2 separate regions of the Mus musculus genome follow, and region 2 is linked to region 1. Evidence: chromatin contacts called from public ChIA-PET data. All regions are on one chromosome and are shown on one strand. Each heading gives the region's core, a stretch centred on a gene start, on an enhancer-like site or on the middle of the called end of the contact. The rest is flanking DNA. Distances are from core to core; before and after follow the strand shown. Region 1 overlaps Trim2 (tripartite motif-containing 2). Region 2 has its middle 42 kb from the start of 4930565D16Rik.

What was found. ChIA-PET counts read pairs in DNA pulled down with a chosen protein or histone mark.
Region 2: a contact with region 1 is called in an RNA polymerase II ChIA-PET map of memory CD8 T cells, with 6 read pairs. The contact joins two enhancer-like sites. A contact is called at or near these places in 1 of 484 Hi-C or Micro-C datasets (bone marrow-derived macrophages), 5 of 115 datasets of contacts at active chromatin or transcription factors (bone marrow-derived macrophages, embryonic basal ganglia, embryonic stem cells and 1 more) and 3 of 9 other capture datasets (adipose tissue, liver and pancreatic islet).

The regions. Positions count from the first base shown.
Region 1 is chr3:84,188,252-84,193,383 of GRCm38.p6, reverse strand. Trim2 (tripartite motif-containing 2) reads left to right here. Exons shown (of 12, transcript NM_001271727.1): 4 at 12-163; 5 at 1,123-1,303; 6 at 2,148-2,871. Among named protein-coding and RNA genes, the nearest start is that of Mnd1, 35 kb to the right of the region's middle. Within about 2 kb of position 2,488, at least 97 of the 459 cell types and tissues checked have an H3K27ac peak or open chromatin away from gene starts, as enhancers often do. A contact at or near this core is called in memory CD8 T cells, where this site is marked.
Region 2 is chr3:84,334,946-84,340,077 of GRCm38.p6, reverse strand. No RefSeq gene overlaps it. Among named protein-coding and RNA genes, the nearest start is that of 4930565D16Rik, 42 kb to the left of the region's middle. Within about 2 kb of position 2,322, at least 79 of the 459 cell types and tissues checked have an H3K27ac peak or open chromatin away from gene starts, as enhancers often do. A contact at or near this core is called in memory CD8 T cells, where this site is marked.

The DNA.
Region 1 (5,132 bases), core at 1,239-3,738:
GTTACCCACAGGTGATGGAATTTTACTGCCAGTCCTGTGAGACCGCCATGTGTCGGGAGTGCACGGAGGGGGAGCACGCGGAGCACCCCACAGTCCCGCTGAAGGATGTGGTGGAGCAGCACAAGGCCTCGCTCCAGGTCCAGCTGGACGCAGTCAACAAAAGGTACCGTGCCCCTCCAGACTCCCCATCCCATGGGAGGCCTGGCCTGACATCCAGCGTCTCTGAGATGGTAGCTACGGTCATGCTAGCCTGTATGCATAACTAAATCCTATGTTCTTCTTGATCATGTGATCCCAGAAATTCCTGCCTGAAATCAGAGCTGCTGACATACTTCTCTGCCTGTGGTGGTAGCTGGGACAGCTACTCTCAGCCTGAGCCCTGCACAATGGTGCTGAGCAGCGGTTGCTCAAATTTCCTCCTCTGTTTGTCTTGAGGGTTGGTTTTTGTTTTTTCCCCTTTTGGTATGGACACAAATGAATATAGTAGTCATGTCCTATATGAGAGAAACTAAAAAGGAGGTTAACAACCTGCTGTAAAACAAAATAGCCAATAGTCCTACTGTCAACAGTCCTAGGGAGAAAAGCATAGTTGTTCAATGTTACCTGAAGGAACTTGAAAACTTACAAGAGTTCTCCAGGTACTCTGAATTCTTCAAAGTTTATGTTGTTGGAAGAAAAAAAAAAAGATATAGCTAGACACTTAGAATATAGCGGTTCTCTACCATGGGCAATTCTGTACACACACACACACATTTGGTGATACCTAAACCCATTTTAGGTGTCTTAGCAACAGTGTAGGAATATGCTATAGATGTGGAGTAGAGGAGGGAACTCTGTTAAGCATCCTATATGCACAGGGCATCCTCTGCTACAAGGACTATCTGGCCATAACCGTTCCGCCAAGACCTTTGCACCATCAATAGTTAACCCAGATGGTTGAAGGGAGATTTAAATAGAGGTGACCCTGAAGGACTCACTTGTTCCTTCATGTTTCCTTTTAAAGGTGATGCAAGCAGCATAGTAAAAAGCGCTTGCATTTAGAGACTGAAGGTATAGGCAGGCTTTGGAGTATTCCTAGGTAGAAGTTAAATAATGACCACTAACAACTCTCCTGTCTCTCAGACTCCCAGAAATAGATTCTGCTCTTCAGTTCATCTCAGAAATCATCCATCAGTTAACCAACCAAAAGGCCAGCATTGTGGATGACATCCACTCCACCTTTGATGAGCTGCAGAAGACTTTAAATGTTCGCAAGAGCGTGCTGCTCATGGAGTTGGAGGTCAACTATGGTCTCAAACACAAAGTAAGGCTCTGCAGTCCTGCAGGCTTCTTGGGGGGGGGGGGAGTGGGGGTGACTGCACTCCCAGCGCCTGCTTACTGCGTTCTAACAGTGGCGGTAGCAGGAATGGACCTACACCACTGTACTTCCTGGGGACCAACAGTGCCCTTTACATTTAGTAGATATTCAACCAAACTCGGATTCCGTGAACTTTCTGTCGCAACTTATAGTTCTCCCTAAGGAGAGGTTGCATATAGAAATGCTTTCAGGGCTTAAGGTCGCCTGGAATGTTTTCCTTCCTTAATTATAGGGTGGAGGAGCCTCTTCACTGCTCTCTCTCTCACCCACACCAACCTGTTCCTCAACTTCAAAGCGAACCTGACTGCCGCCTTTGTTTGGCTCTGCAAGTCTGTTCACCAAGCCAGGGTGGAGAGCTTCGGGTATTCAGGTGTAGAGACTTCTCAAATGGTTGGGTTTTGTTCCCTGAGGTCGTGACTGGCAGCTCTAAACGCTAGGGAAAGGCCACTGGGTAATGACTAATTCGCATCAAGCAGACAATTTGTTTGCTGTTGGTAGCGTCCTTTCTTCTCTTAGCCCCAGGTAAACAGATGACCTAAGAAATGCACGTGTGGGTGAGAGGCAGGGTGAGGCGGAAGGGAAATCTCCAGATGATACTGGAAATGCAACTTAGCGTTCTGCATGGGTTCACTGGGTTAAATGGAATGCAGATGGTTCCGAGCCACCTGAGTGGGCGGGCGTAGAGGTTGGTTCTTTTGGGAGGAGGGCTCTGCCCCAGCTCCTAGCCAAGTGTCCTGCAGGCTGCACGGTGTCCTGTAGGAAGCGCTCGTTGCCTCTGTGTCCCCGGCAGGTGCTGCAGTCGCAGCTGGATACCCTGCTCCAAGGCCAGGAAAGCATTAAGAGCTGCAGCAACTTCACGGCTCAGGCCCTCAACCATGGCACGGAGACGGAGGTGCTGCTGGTGAAGAAGCAGATGAGCGAGAAGCTGAACGAACTGGCGGACCAGGACTTCCCACTGCACCCGCGCGAGAACGACCAGCTGGATTTTATCGTGGAAACGGAGGGACTGAAGAAGTCTATCCACAACCTGGGGACCATCCTCACCACTAACGCGGTCGCCTCTGAGACGGTGGCCACGGGGGAGGGGCTGCGGCAGACCATCATCGGGCAGCCCATGTCCGTTACTATAACCACCAAGGACAAAGACGGAGAGCTGTGCAAGACAGGCAACGCATACCTCACCGCTGAGCTCAGCACCCCGGACGGCAGCGTGGCCGACGGAGAGATCCTGGACAACAAGAACGGCACCTACGAGTTCTTGTATACTGTGCAGAAGGAGGGGGACTTCACCCTGTCCCTCAGGCTCTACGACCAGCATATCCGAGGCAGCCCGTTTAAGCTCAAGGTCATCCGCTCTGCCGACGTGTCCCCCACCACCGAGGGCGTGAAGCGACGAGTCAAGTCCCCGGGGAGCGGGCACGTCAAGCAGAAGGCTGTGAAGAGACCTGCCAGCATGTACAGCACCGGCAAGCGAAAAGAGAACCCCATCGAGGACGACCTGATCTTCCGAGTCGGTAAGGAGTGGGCGCTGTCCCCTGACTCGGTGGCTAAGGGGCTACCTGGCAAGCGCTCCTGCCAATCGGAATCCTGCATTTACGAGCAGGTGGGGAGCTTCTGGTTATTTTGTTGGGCTAGTTTCTGTAGGCTCTTCCCAAATGTTTCTTCTTCCGTTTCCTCCTTTCTTTCCTCCTCCCCTCCCCCCTTTTCCTGATAAATGCAGCCAGTGAGAAGCTGAAACAAGAAGGGGGGGGGGCAGGGGCGGGAGAAAAACCAACAGTACAACGACAATTTTTTAAAAAAGATTCTCACTTTGGTGGGTGTGTCTTTGGAGGACTCCTGTCTAACCCAAATGCAAAGAGCCTTGCGTCTGGCAAATTCTTGTATTTCTGTGAAATCTGTGGGGCTTGGGCGGTGGCAGTCCCACAAACGGAATTCAGATACCTCTCTGCCTCCACTCCTGCAAGGAGTGGGAGATCTGTGGGGGTCAGTCCACAGGGCAAGCTGTGTGGTCAGCCAGCTGTGCAGAGCTGGAAAACAGTGCCTAAGACCTCTGGGTGGAGAAGGAAATGGGTTTGGGCGGGGCTGGGGATGAAGCCCAGAGGTGTAGCCTGGGCTCAGAGACCGGAATGTGGTTGCCCCTCCCTCTGATTTATTACCTGGCGCTTTTTACCTATGTTTGTTTTCACTGCTTGGCTTCCCAAGAGGAAGCGACCTAAAAGTAAACCAAAAAAAAAAAAAAAAAAAAAAAAAAAAAAAAAAAAAAAAAGGGCATTCAGACATTCTTAAGGAAAAGCAAAGCTTGCATTTTGTTTCAGAAAGGACCTGCAGCCTGCCTCGTTCTCCTCGTTCTGTCTTTACCCGCAGCCTGCCTCCCCTACTCCCTCCTGTGTCTACATCACTGGGCCTGAGAGTGCTACTGCACAGTTTGTTAACTGACACACCTAGAAAGGAAATAGACTTTTCTACCACAGAACTTCAGAAACTAGGAATCTGCAGAACTGCATGTGCGCTCGGGGAGGGAAGGAGTAGGAGACCATGCTGGCCATCTTTTCTCACCATCTATTCTCCTCAGACTGCCTGGGGCAACTCCGGCTCCTTGGCTCCTTGGAACATTGTGAGCCGAGTTGCCCTGTTAGTTCTCAAGGCTGAATCCCGGTAAAGACTGTGGAATGACACGTTAACTTGTCCATTCGGAGCATGACTTTCTTGGTCACCTGTGTAGAATGATTCCAGGGGACAAGCTAGGACAGACGCAGGACTGGATCCTGCTGGTCACCTGTGTAGAATGGTTCCAGGGGACAAGTTCAGACAGACGCAGGACGGATCCTGCTGCTCCAGGTCTTCCATTTGAGCCTTGGGCCTAGCGTTCTGCTTCCTTCAGCCTCAGCTTCCATGTCCATAAAATGCAAAGTTGTCCTTTAGATTCTTCCATGTTGTCACAATGATAGGGTCCCGAGAATCAATTTCATTTTGGGGGGAATCCTAGTAGTAGTCATGAACTATATGTTAGTACCATTTTTAATTATGTGAGGAGCCTTCCTACTGTTTACATAATGGCTACAAGTGTACCTTCACCTCAGCAATGATGAGGCTCCCTTTATTCACATCCCTGTCAACATTTATCTTGTCTTTTTGATGGTTGGTTGGTTTGAATTGGCATTCTCCTGGTTGTTAGTAATGTTGACCTCTTTTATTATTATTGGCCACCTGTATGTCTTTTAAGAAATGTCTATTTAGATCATTTGCCCATGTTTAAATCACATTTAAATTTATTATTATTATTACTATTATTGGGGTACAAGTGCCTCAGCATGTATGTGGGGGTCGGAGGACAACTTCAGGGTTGGCTCTCTCCTTCCTCTCTAAGAGCTCTGACCACCAAACAGACCACTAAATCAGTCTTTACCTGCTGTGCACCTCATTGGCCCCAGGTTGTCTTCTCACCATTGATTGGTTGGAGCCTGAGCCCAGCCGCACTGCTGTACCAATATAATTCCAGCATTTGAGATCTGAGGCAGAAGGAGCTCAGGCTCAAGGTTACAAAAGCAATGATTCTTCTTAATTTCTTTTTATGAGTACCACAACTTGGCAACAAAAGCAAAAACATTAAGCTAAGAAATTTCTGTTTAATAAACAAAACTATCACACGAGTGAAGAGACTAATAAAAAAACAACAAAAAAAAGTTTATGAAATTATTTTAGCTCCTTATGCATCTTGGATATCAATGCTTTAGTAGCTGCATGGCTGGCGTGGATTTTCTTCCCTTCTGTTTGG
Region 2 (5,132 bases), core at 1,073-3,572, 150 kb before region 1:
CTCCTAGCTCTTTCTCTCACACCCACCACCATCCCCTCCAGAGCTGCACAAGCTGCGTTCTGGTGCTTTTGTTCGGTAAGTTCTTGTTTTGTTGATGTTTGAGTGTCTCATTGTGTGGCTCAGGTTAACCTGGAATTCACTATGTAACCAAAGGGTGGTCTTGAACTTGCGATCTTCCTGACTTGGCTGGGATGCTGGGGCTATAGGAAAATGCACTAGGCATTAATTATTATTATTATTATTATTGTTGTTGTTGTTGTTATTATTATTATTATTGTTGTATTGTGTGTGTATTATTGTATTGTGTGTGTATTGTGCGCACTCACATGTGGTATAGAAAATAGGAATCATGAGGAGATCCACAACTTTGTGGACTCAGTGCTCTTCTTTACCTTTATATGGGTCCCAGGGGTCAAACTCAGGTCCCCAAGCTGGCCCTGCAAACACCTTTACGTACTAAATCATCTCATTGGTCCCTACTCAAAAAAAAAGTGGCCCTGATGTCCTGGAACTTGCTTGGTAAACCAGGATGGCCTTGAACTCCAGAGGTGGAATCTGAGGGCTGGCATTAAAGGCGTGTACCATCACTGCCTGGCAAACAAAACAAAACAAAGCAAAACAAAAACAAAAACATCAAACCAAACAAACAACAAAAAAAGGCAACTTTTTAAGAAGTGCGGTCAGTCATCTTTGAGATAGACTAACCTTGCATTCCTGTGCTCAGCTGACCTTCCTACCTGAGGCGTTGCAGTGCCAGGTCTCCTGCTGCACTACCACTGTGCCTGGTGTCTCAGTTAGGATTTCCACCCCCTATGATAAAACACCATCCCTAAAAGCAGCCTGGGAGAAAGTGATGATTCGTCTTACACTACCACAGCACAGCCCACTGGGCAAAGCCAGGGCAGGAGCTCAAAGAGGGCAGGAGCCTGGAGGCAGGCAGGAGCTGATCAGAAGCAATGGCCGATTACTGCTTGCTGGCTTCCTCCCCATGGCTTGCTCAGCCTGATTACTTATAGAACCCAGGACCACCTGCCTAGGGATGGCACCACCCACGGTGGGCTGGACCCTCCCCCACTACTCCTTAAAAAGAAACTGCTCCACAGGCTTGCCTACAGCCTGGTCCTGGTTTCTCAATTGAGGTTCCCTCAGATGACCCCAGCTGTGTCAAACTGATGTGAATCTAGCTAGCACACCTGGCTAGTTTTGACTTTTTTTTCCACGGAGCCTCCATGGACAGACACCCTTACTGTGACTTAACATGGGAAGGAGGGACCCAGAATAGAAGGACATTGTAGCAGCAAGCCTGTACTTAAACCTGTGAAATTAATTTTTTATTAAAAATGACAGCAAACAAAACAGATAAGCGTTACACACACACACACACACACACACACACACACACACGAATGGAAAAGCACAAGGATCCACACACCTCAGGAGGCAGAACAGCCATGTTAATGGGGGCACCAGCCAGCGGCTCTCCAGCTCTGCTCCTCCGGCACGCATGGCTCCCCAGACCTCAAGAAGGATTTGCAGGACCTGTCCTTAGGAGGTGGGAGCCACGGCTCAGGTGAAAGTCAGCCTGTCCTAGCCGCAAGGACCAGTCTTCTCAAGGGATTTCTGATGAATAATTTAACTTCATAAAGTGACTTCTCCACAGAGCCTCCACGGACAGATACCCTTGCAAAGACTGTGATTTAATGCGGGAAGGAGGGACCCAGAATAGAAGGACATTGTAACAGAAGGCATGGGATCACCTGCCTAATCATCGGATCGTTCCTCCTGCCCAAATAACCAGAGCGGGGTCCTTTGAGTCCATAGGTCATCTTTGGGTCTCTCAGGTGATGGGGTCCACTTCCGGAAGATCTTTGTCTGATTAGTAAGCAGAGCCCAGGTCATTTCAGGGCCTCTGTGTCTATGACAGGAGGCCCAAAGTACATAGATTTGAGGCTCTCTCCCTGTGGTGGCCCTATGTTGCAGGTGCTAGGGCTACCAGACTTGTGTCACCCCCAAGGCTGTCACTTAGTCCTGTGAGGATGAAGCCTGGATAAGACCAGATTTTTAAAATTCCCAAGCAAAGCGAAGGACCCGGATGGCAATGTAACTCTAATTCAGGCAACTGTCTCAAAAATGGAAAGAAAGCGCAGCACATCTCGGCAGAGGCAAAAGGCAAAGGAGCCAGGCCGCACCCATTTCCCCCCCCCCCCCCCCCCCCCCGCTGGAGAAAAACAAAACCCGGGGCAGCTGAAGTGGGTGGGGCTGTGGGAAGAGACAGAGGCGGAAGAGGAAGGAGGAGCCCTGCCTATATCCCCGGCTTCCTGGGCCTCCTGTAGGTGAGCAGAGCAGAGAGTAAAGCTAGCGGGGGACTCAGCATTCACCCACCTTTCCCAACAGTCTGGATGTATGCTCTGGAAGGTCGTCACACGGACTGGTTCTGGCAGCAACACGTCATGGACCTCAGCAGCCACTTCCTTAGCTCAGTCTTGCTATAGAACCCTCACCTTACATACGGGTGAACTGAAACACAGAGAGATTGAGTCACTTGCCCAGGTCACACAGCCAATGGCAAAGCTGGAGTTTATGTTCAGGAAATGGGACCCCAGATGTTATGTATGCTCCTTAGCACCAAGTCTGAGAAAAACAGGACTCTCTGCTTTGAAGGTTACCGGTGAGAGTCCTGGAGAAAGAGGAACCAGAAGGATGCAAAGAGATGTAACATGTCCTGATTTTTTTAAACAAACAAACAAACAAACAAAATTATACTAAAATATGTTAGTACAAGCCGGACAGTGATGGCTCATGCCTTTAGTTTCAATACCGGAGAGGCAGAGGCAGGCAGATCTCTGTGAGTTCAAGGCCAGCCTGGACAACCAGGGCTAGACAATGAAACTTTGTCTCAAAAAAAAAAAACAAAACAAAACAAAACAAAACAAAAAAACCAAAACCAAACAAACAATGTATGTATATGTTTGTGTGTGTTTATATATGTTACTGCATAGAGACCATAGACAATGGTTTAGTGGCATACTGCCTACCTGCCTTACTAAGCAGAGGCCCCCAAGTATGATCTGCTTCCCTCTGCATTTCCTCCTTACCCGCACAGACATATATATTCACATCCACAGGATCCATAAGTACCATGTCATACAGATGGTGACCTCTAAAACTTTATGTAAACGGCACGATGCTATGTGACCCTCAGAAACATCTGCTGCTGTCTTCTTAACCTTGTGTCTCCGAGACTGAGAAAGTGCTCTCTGCTGACGCACAAGGATCATGTGCATTTATTTTATTTTATTTTATTTTATTTTATTTTTTTTGTAGCTGTGGAATGTTTTGTTCTTGCTTTTTTTGAGATGAGGGAGTCTCTTTTTATTGCTCAGAATGCTTCCTAACTCGAGAGCACAAACGATCGGCCCTGGCCTCCGCTTCCGGAGGACAAGCTGGCACTGTGCGCTAGGTACTCAGCCCCTGCCTTCCAGTCATCTTTCCAGTTCCTTAGCGCAAGGGGTGGAGCCCGGGGCCTTGTGCAAGCAAGCTTGGCAAGCATTGGACTGCTGAGCTTCTCACACCCTGGCCGTATTATTGGAGCATAATATCTAATCAAGAAGGCCCACAGATCTGCAAAGTTCCAGTTCAAGGAATATATGGAGTGCTTACACGTGTATTACCATCTCACAGCCTAAGGGAAATGACCAGGGCTGGAGATGCGGCTCAGCTGGTAGAGCGCTTTCCTAGACTCACAGAGCCCTTGGGTCAGTCTTCCAGCATTGCACAAACTGGGCTTTTTCACAGTGCATGCTTGTAATCCCAGAACTCGGGAGGCAGAGGCAGGAGGATAGGAAGTTCACTGTCTCCCTGAGGGACTAGAAGTTATGTTTCCTGATAGGTAGACAGATAAGAAGAAGGGCCATGACTAGGAAATAAAGGTGGTGAACTTCCAAGATGGCTGGCTTCTTCCTCATGCTCCTGACCTGAGACAAAAAAGCCTGAAGGCTTAAAACAAAGGACTGGTGGGCTCTCCTCTCCAGCCCCCTGCCTGTGGACTTGTTTACAAAAGCTGTGGATGGTTCATCTCCCCTGCTTTTGTTCTAAAGGACCAACCCTAATCTAGAGGAGGAGGACCTCCTTGAAGATCCTAAAGACCCCAGCCTTTCCAGGAGAGATGGACTTGGCTTCCTGAGCCCCCCTGCTCTACAGAGGGTGTGTGTGTGTGTGTGTGTGTGTGTGTGTGTGTGTGTGTTGGAGGCCAGCCTGGACTAACTACTACAGGAGATGTAAAAAACAAAAACCGAAAATAGATAAATAAATAAATGAACAAACAAATAAACAAATAAATGTAGATTTAGTCCTAAATTCTAAAACAACTGCAGTTCTGATGAGATGGATATTAGCCAACAGTGTAACACCAGGATTTAGAAACCTCTCTCCTGGCCATTTATTTTCATTGCAAAACAGTACGAGCGGATTGCGACTTGTTCACCTTCTTTGCTGGAGAGCGTTTGTGTCGTTTGCCCTGTCTTTACACAGGGGTATGCACTCACACCCACGGCTCACTGAGGGTGGATTTGCCATTTCCAGCCTAGTGCAGCTTTACAGCTTTAACCTGTGGGTCAACCAGATCGCAGCTCTGCCTGTATAGCAGGATGTGAAAGTTGCTCTCCCCCACAGCCTCACAGGGCTTAGAATCCAAGTGTCTCCTAATCTACACAGTGAGAACCCCCCCCCCCCCCACCACCACCACCGTGATTTAAATTTGCATGTCACTGCTTCCAAATGAGACATCTCACTAGGGGGTTTTCAGGGATCCTCTTTTCTGAATCCATTAATTATGTCTTTGTCAAGTTTTTTTTCTTTTCCTATTGGGTTGTTGCCATGTTTACTGATTTTAAGGACTCCTGTATATACTAGACGCTTTTCCTGGATCAGCTTTTTATTGGGGCGGGGCACTTTGTTTTAATTTTCAAAAGAGGGGGGAAATTCGCTTAATAAACTAGAGGGCGCTGAGTGCGATGTAAATTTCTAGCGAGATCTAGAACGGATGGGAAAGTGGATGACTTGTGGCAACTGAGCATGGAGTTATGATCGTTGGGAGGAGCCTAGGTTACAGAAAACCAGTCACGCCGGACTTG